Linked DNA regions of Lactuca sativa: region 2 is linked to region 1. The links are chromatin contacts, called in public Hi-C maps. All regions are on one chromosome and are shown on one strand. Each heading gives the region's core, a stretch centred on a gene start, on an enhancer-like site or on the middle of the called end of the contact. The rest is flanking DNA. Distances are from core to core; before and after follow the strand shown.

Evidence for each region. Hi-C and Micro-C count contacts between places; a contact is called where the count stands out from the background.
Region 2: a contact with region 1 is called in a Hi-C map of seed, with 9 times the contacts expected there. The contact joins the promoter of LOC111897883 here to the promoter of LOC111897885 in region 1. A contact is called at or near these places in 4 of 4 Hi-C or Micro-C datasets (bud, leaf and seed).

The regions. Positions count from the first base shown.
Region 1 is chr5:332,619,147-332,623,971 of Lsat_Salinas_v11, reverse strand. It overlaps LOC111897885 (FT-interacting protein 3), which reads left to right and starts at 2,384. Exons shown (of 3, transcript XM_023893831.2): 1 at 2,384-2,677; 2 at 2,913-2,971; 3 at 3,065-4,825. The coding sequence starts at 3,065.
Region 2 is chr5:332,800,227-332,804,687 of Lsat_Salinas_v11, reverse strand. It overlaps LOC111897883, which reads right to left and starts at 3,012. Exons shown (of 8, transcript XM_023893829.3): 1 at 2,347-3,012; 2 at 1,429-1,575; 3 at 860-1,342; 4 at 647-787; 5 at 352-555; 6 at 173-265; 7 at 1-95. The coding sequence starts at 2,835.

The DNA.
Region 1 (4,825 bases), core at 1,135-3,634:
AGATTATGATTTTGGGATACTCTGATTCATGTTTATGAATTTTGGAAACTAAGTTTTGTAAATACTTATGGTTTTGGATTGGTTTCAAAAATAAAACTTTTACCTTGATTTTTGGGATGTTACAAAATGGTTGACTTTGGGAAAAAGTCACCAACTAGGCAATCATAGTACTACTTAAAGTAGGAATTATAAGGCAAAGAACACCTAAAACGGAAGTCGTACAAGAGAATTATGATTTTTATAAAATCATAACGGTAATAAAAACTAGTCGAAAAAATGAAAGTCGAAACTAAACAAACGACCAAAAGGGAAGTTGTAGAGAAGGACGAGACTTACACTAATATATAAGAGTCGTTGAGAATGGAGTTCGTATGCGAGGGTTTATGGAATTTCAAAGTTGAATTTTTACTGCCATGCGTGCTCGCTCGCAATGCGCTGCACGCATTCTGACAGTCGATCCGTATGGATACGGGATGACGTGGCACGAGGAGATGGCGAAATGTGGCACCCCCCCATGTGGCTCACGTTCAAAAGTTTGGCACACACTCCAAAACTTGTTATAGATATCAAGCTTCAAAAGATCATTTCCTCACCCCTCACACTCGTTCTCTCTCTACATGGATTCTCGTGTCACTGCCCTGAGCACCTCTCGAAGTGTTGACTTTCGGTTTTTACCCTACAACAATGTTTTCATAACTTACAGGTTAGTTCACAGCCCCATTTTCCAAAACTTCCCCCCAGAGGGGGGGATACATGTTAAAATGTAATTATACATGGTTATTACTCACTGTAGTTAGATAATTATGCTCATATATGCATGGTAGGTACCCTGCCCAAACTCTTTAACTAATATCATGCCTAGTTTTTATAATAAATCACAATGATAGATAAGATCATACCTAGTTGTTATGCTGACCAGTTGCCAAGAAACGCTGATACTCGAATCGTTATTATAGCTACCCTTTAGATAAGCTTAGTACCTAGTGTTACTCTGCCCAAATACTCGGCTACGTAAAACACACCAATTATATATACGTATAAGATACATAATATATAATAATAAGTACATACATATGAATACAACATGAATAACAACACGACCGACCAGGAGAGGCCCCCATAACAAGAGTTAGATGAGACACAATTTATCAACATGCTGAAAGATTTTCAGCTAGCTCCCGACCTATAATCGTTAAATCTTAAGTGAGAGAGAGAAATATGTATAAATCTATATGAGATTGACACTCCCACCTATGATTGCTAGCTACAACCTAACGACAAGTTGAAGTAGACATAACTTTCTAAACACATTTGCGACATCCGATGAAACATCATGGTTTTCGGGATCAACAATCATAACTCGATTATAGGAACTTATCGTAACTTTGTTAAACAAAAACTAACTATCTTAGACTAATACCAGGAACCTACCTAAGGAAGCAGCGATAATACACATAAACTCGAGGAAACGAGTTTAGGATAAACAAGATAACTAAAATACACACACAACGTTCTATAACAATAAAACATGTGGACACATTATGTTGACCTCTCAAAACCATATGTATTCTCAGGGGAATTAATCTGATTGAAGAAAGAGGTAACCCCGATGATGCATCCCAAATTCTATATGCTTTACTTTTGTACTTTGCTTTTGTGACCTACCTGTACCTCGAACAGCTGTGTAACATATTTCATTTAATGAATAAATAGCCACATTGTTTAATATATAAATATATTACTCAATGTATGTCCTTGACATGAAATCCAACATCATAATGTCGCACAACCTGACGTTTCTGCTGCCGACGAAGGGGGTGTGTGTGTGAGAGAGAGAGAGAGATGGGCTCCCAACATATCATGGCCAAATTAAATACTCATAAATGGACATAATAGTGTTTTAAGGAAATTTAATTGAATATATTAATATTGCAAACATTATAATCGACGACCTTAATAGAAAGGGAAATCGACTTATCATGATAACTATCTTTTCCTTTTGTTAACATCCGGGTAACTTTTTTTTTACACATTTAGGTAACGAACTTGCAGGAATTGTTCACATATGATCATTATAACTAACTGTAACTTATCACATCTAATCATAATGATCATATGTGAATATTTTCAATTAATTCGTGACTTAGATGTTTACAAAAATAAAAAAGTTAGTCACATATAAAAAACAAAAAAAAATTATCATTGATAAATTAATTTTTTTAAATAGAAAATCAAATCTTAAACCATGTTAGAATAACATGTCATATTGTCATATCTTATGTTACAAAAACATTATAAAATTAATAGATGATAAGTATGACACCTCTTCGATAGACGCTATTAACATTTAACCCTAGTAAATTGGTTGCCTCTATTTGAGGTCTTGTATAATAAAAGAGAAAGAGACAAACACACGCTCTGACACACACCCCGATTCTTCAACAACACACGCACAAACATCCCCGTTACCGCCTTTGTCTTTGCCTTTTCACTTTCCTCTCTCCAAATTCTAAAACCCTCCTTCTTTCTCTCTCCCTCTCTCTCTAAAAACCAAACCCCCCCTCCATTGATTCCGCAAAACAACAAACAAACCCCGTTTAAATTCCTTCAACATTCCTGCAAATCGTCCCAAGAATCTACTTCATCAAATCTCTGTGTCATTTTCACTCCTCATAAGGTATATACACTAAACACATCCTCTGCATATACCTACTATACATTAATGCTTCTAGTACTTTCTTCTTAATTTGTATAATGCTTGAACAGTCTTTCTGCACTTTGATTTGAATCCGTTTTTTTTTTTCTTCCAGTTTTTTAAGTGAATGTGGCTCTACTATGTTGATTCCTTTCGTTGGATGCAAGTTTATGTTATAGGGTTTTTGATTTTTTTTGTTCTTATGGTTTTCGTTCAGGACAAGAGTTTTCAGATCTGTAGCTTTCAAATATACCTTTTTTTATTTAATTTCATCAGGTGGGGATTACTTAGTTTTCAAATCTGCTTAAACATTTTCCGCTATTTATTTGATTGATTCTTTACTGGTTTTTGAATTTGGTGGAACCCCAGATGATGAACATGAACAGACCTCCAAATGAAGATTTCTCGCTCAAAGAGACGAAACCCCACCTCGGTGGAGGTAAGGTCACCGGAGATAAGCTCACAAGCACCTACGACCTCGTCGAACAAATGCAATACTTATACGTTCGTGTCGTTAAAGCCAAAGATTTACCCACAAAAGATGTCACCGGAAGCTGTGACCCATACGTCGAGGTTCGAATGGGGAACTACAAAGGAACAACTCGTCATTTCGAGAAGAAAACCAATCCGGAATGGAACCAGGTCTTCTCCTTCTCCAAAGATCGAATTCAAGCCACAATGCTCGAAGTCACAGTAAAAGATAAAGATCTTATGAAAGACGATATCATGGGTGGGGTTCTATTCGATCTCAACGAGGTTCCCAAACGAGTCCCACCGGATTCTCCTCTTGCTCCACAGTGGTATCGATTATCCGATCGAAAAGGAGACAAACTGAAAGGCGAGTTAATGTTAGCAGTCTGGTGGGGTACGCAAGCAGATGAAGCGTTCCCCGAAGCCTGGCATTCCGACGCCGCTGCCGTTAGCGCCGATGGTCTCGCTAGTATCCGGTCAAAGGTTTATCTTTCCCCGAAACTTTGGTATCTTAGAGTGAATGTGATCGAAGCTCAAGATTTGATCCCAAACGATCGTACCAGATTTCCCGAAGTTTACGTAAAAGCCGTCCTCGGAAACCAGGCTTTAAGAACCAGAATCTCAACGAGCAAGACGATAAACCCATTATGGAATGAAGATTTAATGTTCGTGGCTGCTGAACCATTTGAAGAGCCATTGATTTTGAGTGTAGAAGACAGAGTCGCGCCTAACAAAGACGAAGTCCTCGGAAGATGTGCAATCCCGTTACAGTATGTTGACCGGAGGTTAGACCATAAAGCGATCAACACCCGGTGGTTTAATCTCGAAAAACATGTCATCATCGAAGGTGAAAAAAAGAAGGAAGTGAAATTCGCTAGCAGGATTCACATGCGTGTCTGTTTGGAAGGTGGGTATCACGTTCTTGACGAATCCACACATTACAGTTCCGATCTTAGACCCACTGCTAAACAGCTATGGAAGAACAGCATCGGAGTTCTTGAAGTTGGAATTTTGAGCGCTAATGGATTATCACCAATGAAAACGAAAGACGGACGTGCAACAACTGACGCATATTGTGTGGCTAAATATGGAACAAAATGGGTAAGAACACGAACCATAATCGACAGTTTTGTTCCCAAATGGAATGAACAGTATACATGGGAAGTTTTCGATCCATGTACTGTGATAACCATTGGAGTTTTCGATAACTGCCACCTCCAAGGCGGAGGAGACAAGGCGGCAGGTGGCGGGGGTAACCGGGATTCTCGGATCGGAAAGGTCCGGATCCGCTTATCAACACTTGAAACGGATCGGGTTTACACCCATTCGTATCCGCTTCTTGTTTTACACCCATCTGGAGTGAAAAAAATGGGGGAGATCCATTTAGCTGTTCGATTCACATGTTCTTCTTTACTCAACATGATGCATATGTATTCTCAACCACTTTTACCCAAAATGCATTACATTCATCCATTAACAGTTGCTCAATTGGAAAGCTTGCGACACCAGGCGACCCAGATTGTTTCCATGCGGCTGAGCAGGGCTGAGCCACCGTTGAGGAAGGAGATAGTGGAGTACATGCTGGATGTGGGTTCTCACATGTGGAGTATGAGACGAAGCAAAGCTAATTTCTTAAGAATGATGGGGGTTTTAGGTGGA
Region 2 (4,461 bases), core at 1,763-4,262, 180 kb before region 1:
AAGTACACATGAAGCGCATTTGATAACTCTTTCTTTCTGCTATCTTCCAGTGGTGCTTCTCTCAGTATCTGCTTAACCTCCACCAAATTATTTTCCTATAAAATCAAAACATTAATAAAAAAAAAATTAAATTCAAAGTGATACATAAACATTTCTAGGATCATGAACATACATTTCTTCGCTGACATGTCATATAAACATCCGGCAGTGGAAACGGATTATCTTTTGTAGGTCCAGATGCTTGACCTTCTAACCAGTTTGGTATCTGTAACAACAAACAAACCCCTAAACCTTAAACCTTAAACCTTAAACCTTAAACCAGAATTATAAAGAAATTACAAATGATTTTACCAAGAAATTTGTGAACTGATCAGGGTCTAAATGAGTTGCTGACTCAGCTTGACAATCGGACCCACCAGCAGGATGAGAGAGAGAATCATGTGGATCAATCAGGCCCAATGCAACAGGCTCACCCCATCTGTTGGGAGTCGCCTCAATTCCAACTTCCTTCATGTGTTCTTCTAATTGTGGATAAAAAGTATTGTATGGTGCCACCTGTACAAAAAAAATATAGAAATTTACTTATATACCCATAGTAGAATGTAAGTTTGTATTAAAAATAAAAGATAAAGTACATTGCTTATACCTGTAGTTTATGGTTGTCACCAACAATAAGTGGTTGTTGATTTACTCCCAAAAAGAATACACATTCACGACAATTAGCAATACAGATTCGTTTTGCTGCTGAAATCACATGAACTCTCTCACAGTGTTCAATTCTTACAGCCTGACAAAAAAAATTAAAGATGAAATTACAAGACTACCCTTGTGCACCGAGTTTTAAAAAACAAAAACATACCTTTCCAACAGGGCCAAGAACTATAGTGGCATCAGAGCAACCATATATGGTGGCATATTTCAAAGGAGCCAAGACATAGATAACAGATTCATGGCAATTTACAACCTTGACAAAAGATCCATTGATTTCAGAAGCTTGTTTTACATATGATTGTTTGGAAATTCCCTCTATAAAACTTGGACCTTTAGCACTTGTGGATGACTTGAAGTTAGGTGAGGCATCAGTCATGAGAACATCTTGGTCAGAGGGACTGGTTTGACCATTCTCTTTAGCAGCAGCTCTTTCAGAGATACGCTCTAAAGCATCAGAAATGTTTTGTAGAATCCAATCATGAACTTGAGATGCAGGAACAGGGGCAGCTGGCATATCAGGATCTGAGTTTGCAAAAAAAGGCGCGTTTTGGCTCAAGGGAAGCTTCTCAAATCCTTTTTCACCAAAGTAGAGAAGGAACCCAAGATGCTCAAATTTCTCCATTGACAAAACCTGCAAACTTTGAAGCAAGATAAGATTTTGCAGAATGTTAATAGAGTAAGAAGATGAGGTGTGTTTGGGTAGAATGATTCACAGACCATTGAATCTTCTCCTTCGCCTTCACCTTCAACAGAGTCAGACAGAAGAGAGATTATGTTGCCTAAATGTTTCTGTAAGTAATTTAACTGATGAGCTTCTTCATCAGCTTGTGATGGCATTGACCTCCTGCTATTGCTGCGAACAAGCTGATCATTGAAACATGATGATTGATGATTAATTGATTATGTCAGTGTTGCTGTTGCATACATAATCACTTGAGTATGTAGGTTTGTTGGAATTTCATAAAATAGCTCCAACCACCTCAACATTGTGTTAATTATTTATATGAATTGATTGCTTCTATCTTGATATTAATACAAGGAAAAAATAAATACTGCTGTCTACTAGTAGTCTAGTAGTACAACCAAAAATGGAGGCACACTTCTTCAATTTTAGGATTGCAAGATGCATTATGCATATTTAGTTTCCTGACAGACATCATTCTGGTAAGGACATGTTTTCAGAAATGTGGTGCAATAACTATGAACTTGAAGCTTCTTTATATCAAATTAATTCTCTGATAAACTTCATCACATAGAAAGGTACTCACTTAATCAGTTCTAGAAAAATTGGGGCAATAATGGAGCATCTTGAACAATTTTCAAAGACCCAACCACTGGTTACAATTTCTAGGAGTCTTATGAAGTGGCAAACCAATTTTAACTTGCCATAAAGCATGTATGTTATCATGTTATAAGGTAGCTTAATGTTGTTAAAAAAAACTAAAGCAGATAATATCTATAGAATAAATACATTATGTTCCTTCGCTTTAAATTCCAAATTATAGCTTTAAATTTTATCACATCTAGAGCATTATTTCACGGACAAGCAGTATCTTAACAGGATAGAATGGAGATACACGAAATTGGCAGTTTATAACTAATATATAAACCAGAAAAAAAAATCAATTAAATCACCTGTAACGGCGTAAGCGCCGATAAAAAGCCATCAAAAGCCGAAGTAGATGGCCAAACATCCGCAACCGCAGCAGAATCCTTATGTCCTCTAGGAAGCAACCGCTTGTACGACTGTATATACAAGAAAATGATCAGATCATACACATTGACACCAACGGCATCAACCTCATCCGGTTTCGCGGAAACGAGCGGGTCCGAATCAGAGTGAAGAACGGACGCAATTATGTCAAGGACAAGGCGGGCGTGTTCGGGGGAGATCTGTAGGGATTCAGAAACAACGGCGGAGTTAATTCGATGGTGTTGATTGTTGGTAGAAGGAAATTGTAGCAATTTGTCACGGAGGGAGGTTAGGGTTTGTGAACCATCGGTGAAAATGAGTTTCGGTAAAGGGATGAGGCCATGCTCGAAGGGCTCCCGTCGGGGGTGTATGTATACAGATGGTTGTGATGGTGTTGAGGGTTGCCCCGGTGGTGCTGTTGTGTCTGCCATGGTGGTGGAGGAATCGGGGGGAATTGGATCTTGGTGATGAATTTGTAAGAGGATTCGAAGGGTGTGTGAGTGAAGAGGGGCAAGGAAGGATCACAAGGGTTGGTATGTGGCAAATAGCAAATTGGTAGGAGGTCAAAATGGGAGACTTTTTGATGGTTATTGATTAACGATGGATCATTGAAAATAGGGTGTTTTAAAATCTTGGCCAAATTCAGAACCTCTTTTATGTTATGTCGTGTAAATAATATTAAATATAAAAATATATTTTTACAAAATAACCATTTAAATTGAGAAAAAAAAAATAAAGGAATTCACCGGATTTCTTAACAAGAAAAACTCATTAATTTTCGTCATGAATTCGCTTGTGTATTCAAACTTTTCGTAAGTTCTGAAACTCCCACCTAAGTCTTATAAACAAACGAATTTGCAAGCATTTTTAAATAAAGAACTTTGGTTGTGCTATTTTATGGAGTACTAGGCGAATGTCCGCGCGTTGTGCAGAAGCAATTATATAGCTGGCATTTTTACAAATATATGTTTTTTTAAATAAAACAATAATGTTGTCAAATTTGATATAATAATTCGTATACCACGTTGATATAATATACTGATTATTTTAAATTATATGATAATATATACATCTATTAAAATTGCATAATTTTAATCTTTTGAATGACATCTACCCGCAAGTTGCTCATTAATAAAATTAAATATAATATATGGTTTAATGTTATTTATAGTTTTTGTTATTGTTAATTAATTTTTTAAAATTTATTTGTTTAACTTTTTAATTTCTCTCATTGCAATTATTTAAAACATTAAACAATTTTATTTTATTTTAAAGGTAACAATATAATCATTTATATAGAGTTATTTTTAACTATTGTTATTATAAGTTATTTTAAGCTACTTATTTGAAAACTTTTAACGATTATAAAAATATCCTTAGGAAATAGTATTTTAGTTAAATTGATATTACAATTTAAATTTTGCATTTAGCATTATAATTTATCACTTTTAACTATTCACAAAATATTCTTTAGGTTTTTCAAGTGGAACTGAAATTTATATTGAAGTTGACCCTGTAATATTATATTTAAATTAAAATTTCAAGTATTTTGTCCAAACCTTTCAAAAATTGTAGTTTTAAACTGATAATTGTTTACATACAACAACATATTAAATATAATAAATTATGTATAATGTGTTAAAAATTAAAGACATAAGTTTATAAGTAGAAGTAAAAATATTATTTTAATATTAAAATTTAGTTTATTTATGATTACACTTTATGTTTGATACTTATTTAACCTTATTATCCAACTTATAATCATCATCAGAAAGTCACTACAATTTATCACTTTTAACTATTTACAAAATATTTTTTTGGTTGCTTAAGTTGAATTAAAATTTATATTTAAGTTGATCCTGTAAGGTTATATTTAAATTAACAATTTTAGTATTTTATACAAGTTGTTCAAACAACAATATATTAGACCTAATAAAATAAGTATGATATGTTAAAAGTTAAAAACACTTTAGATTTTATATTTATTTAACCTTATTAACTAACTTATAATCATTATTAGAAATAAATTCAAAAGTCATGGGAGTTTCAAATGAATG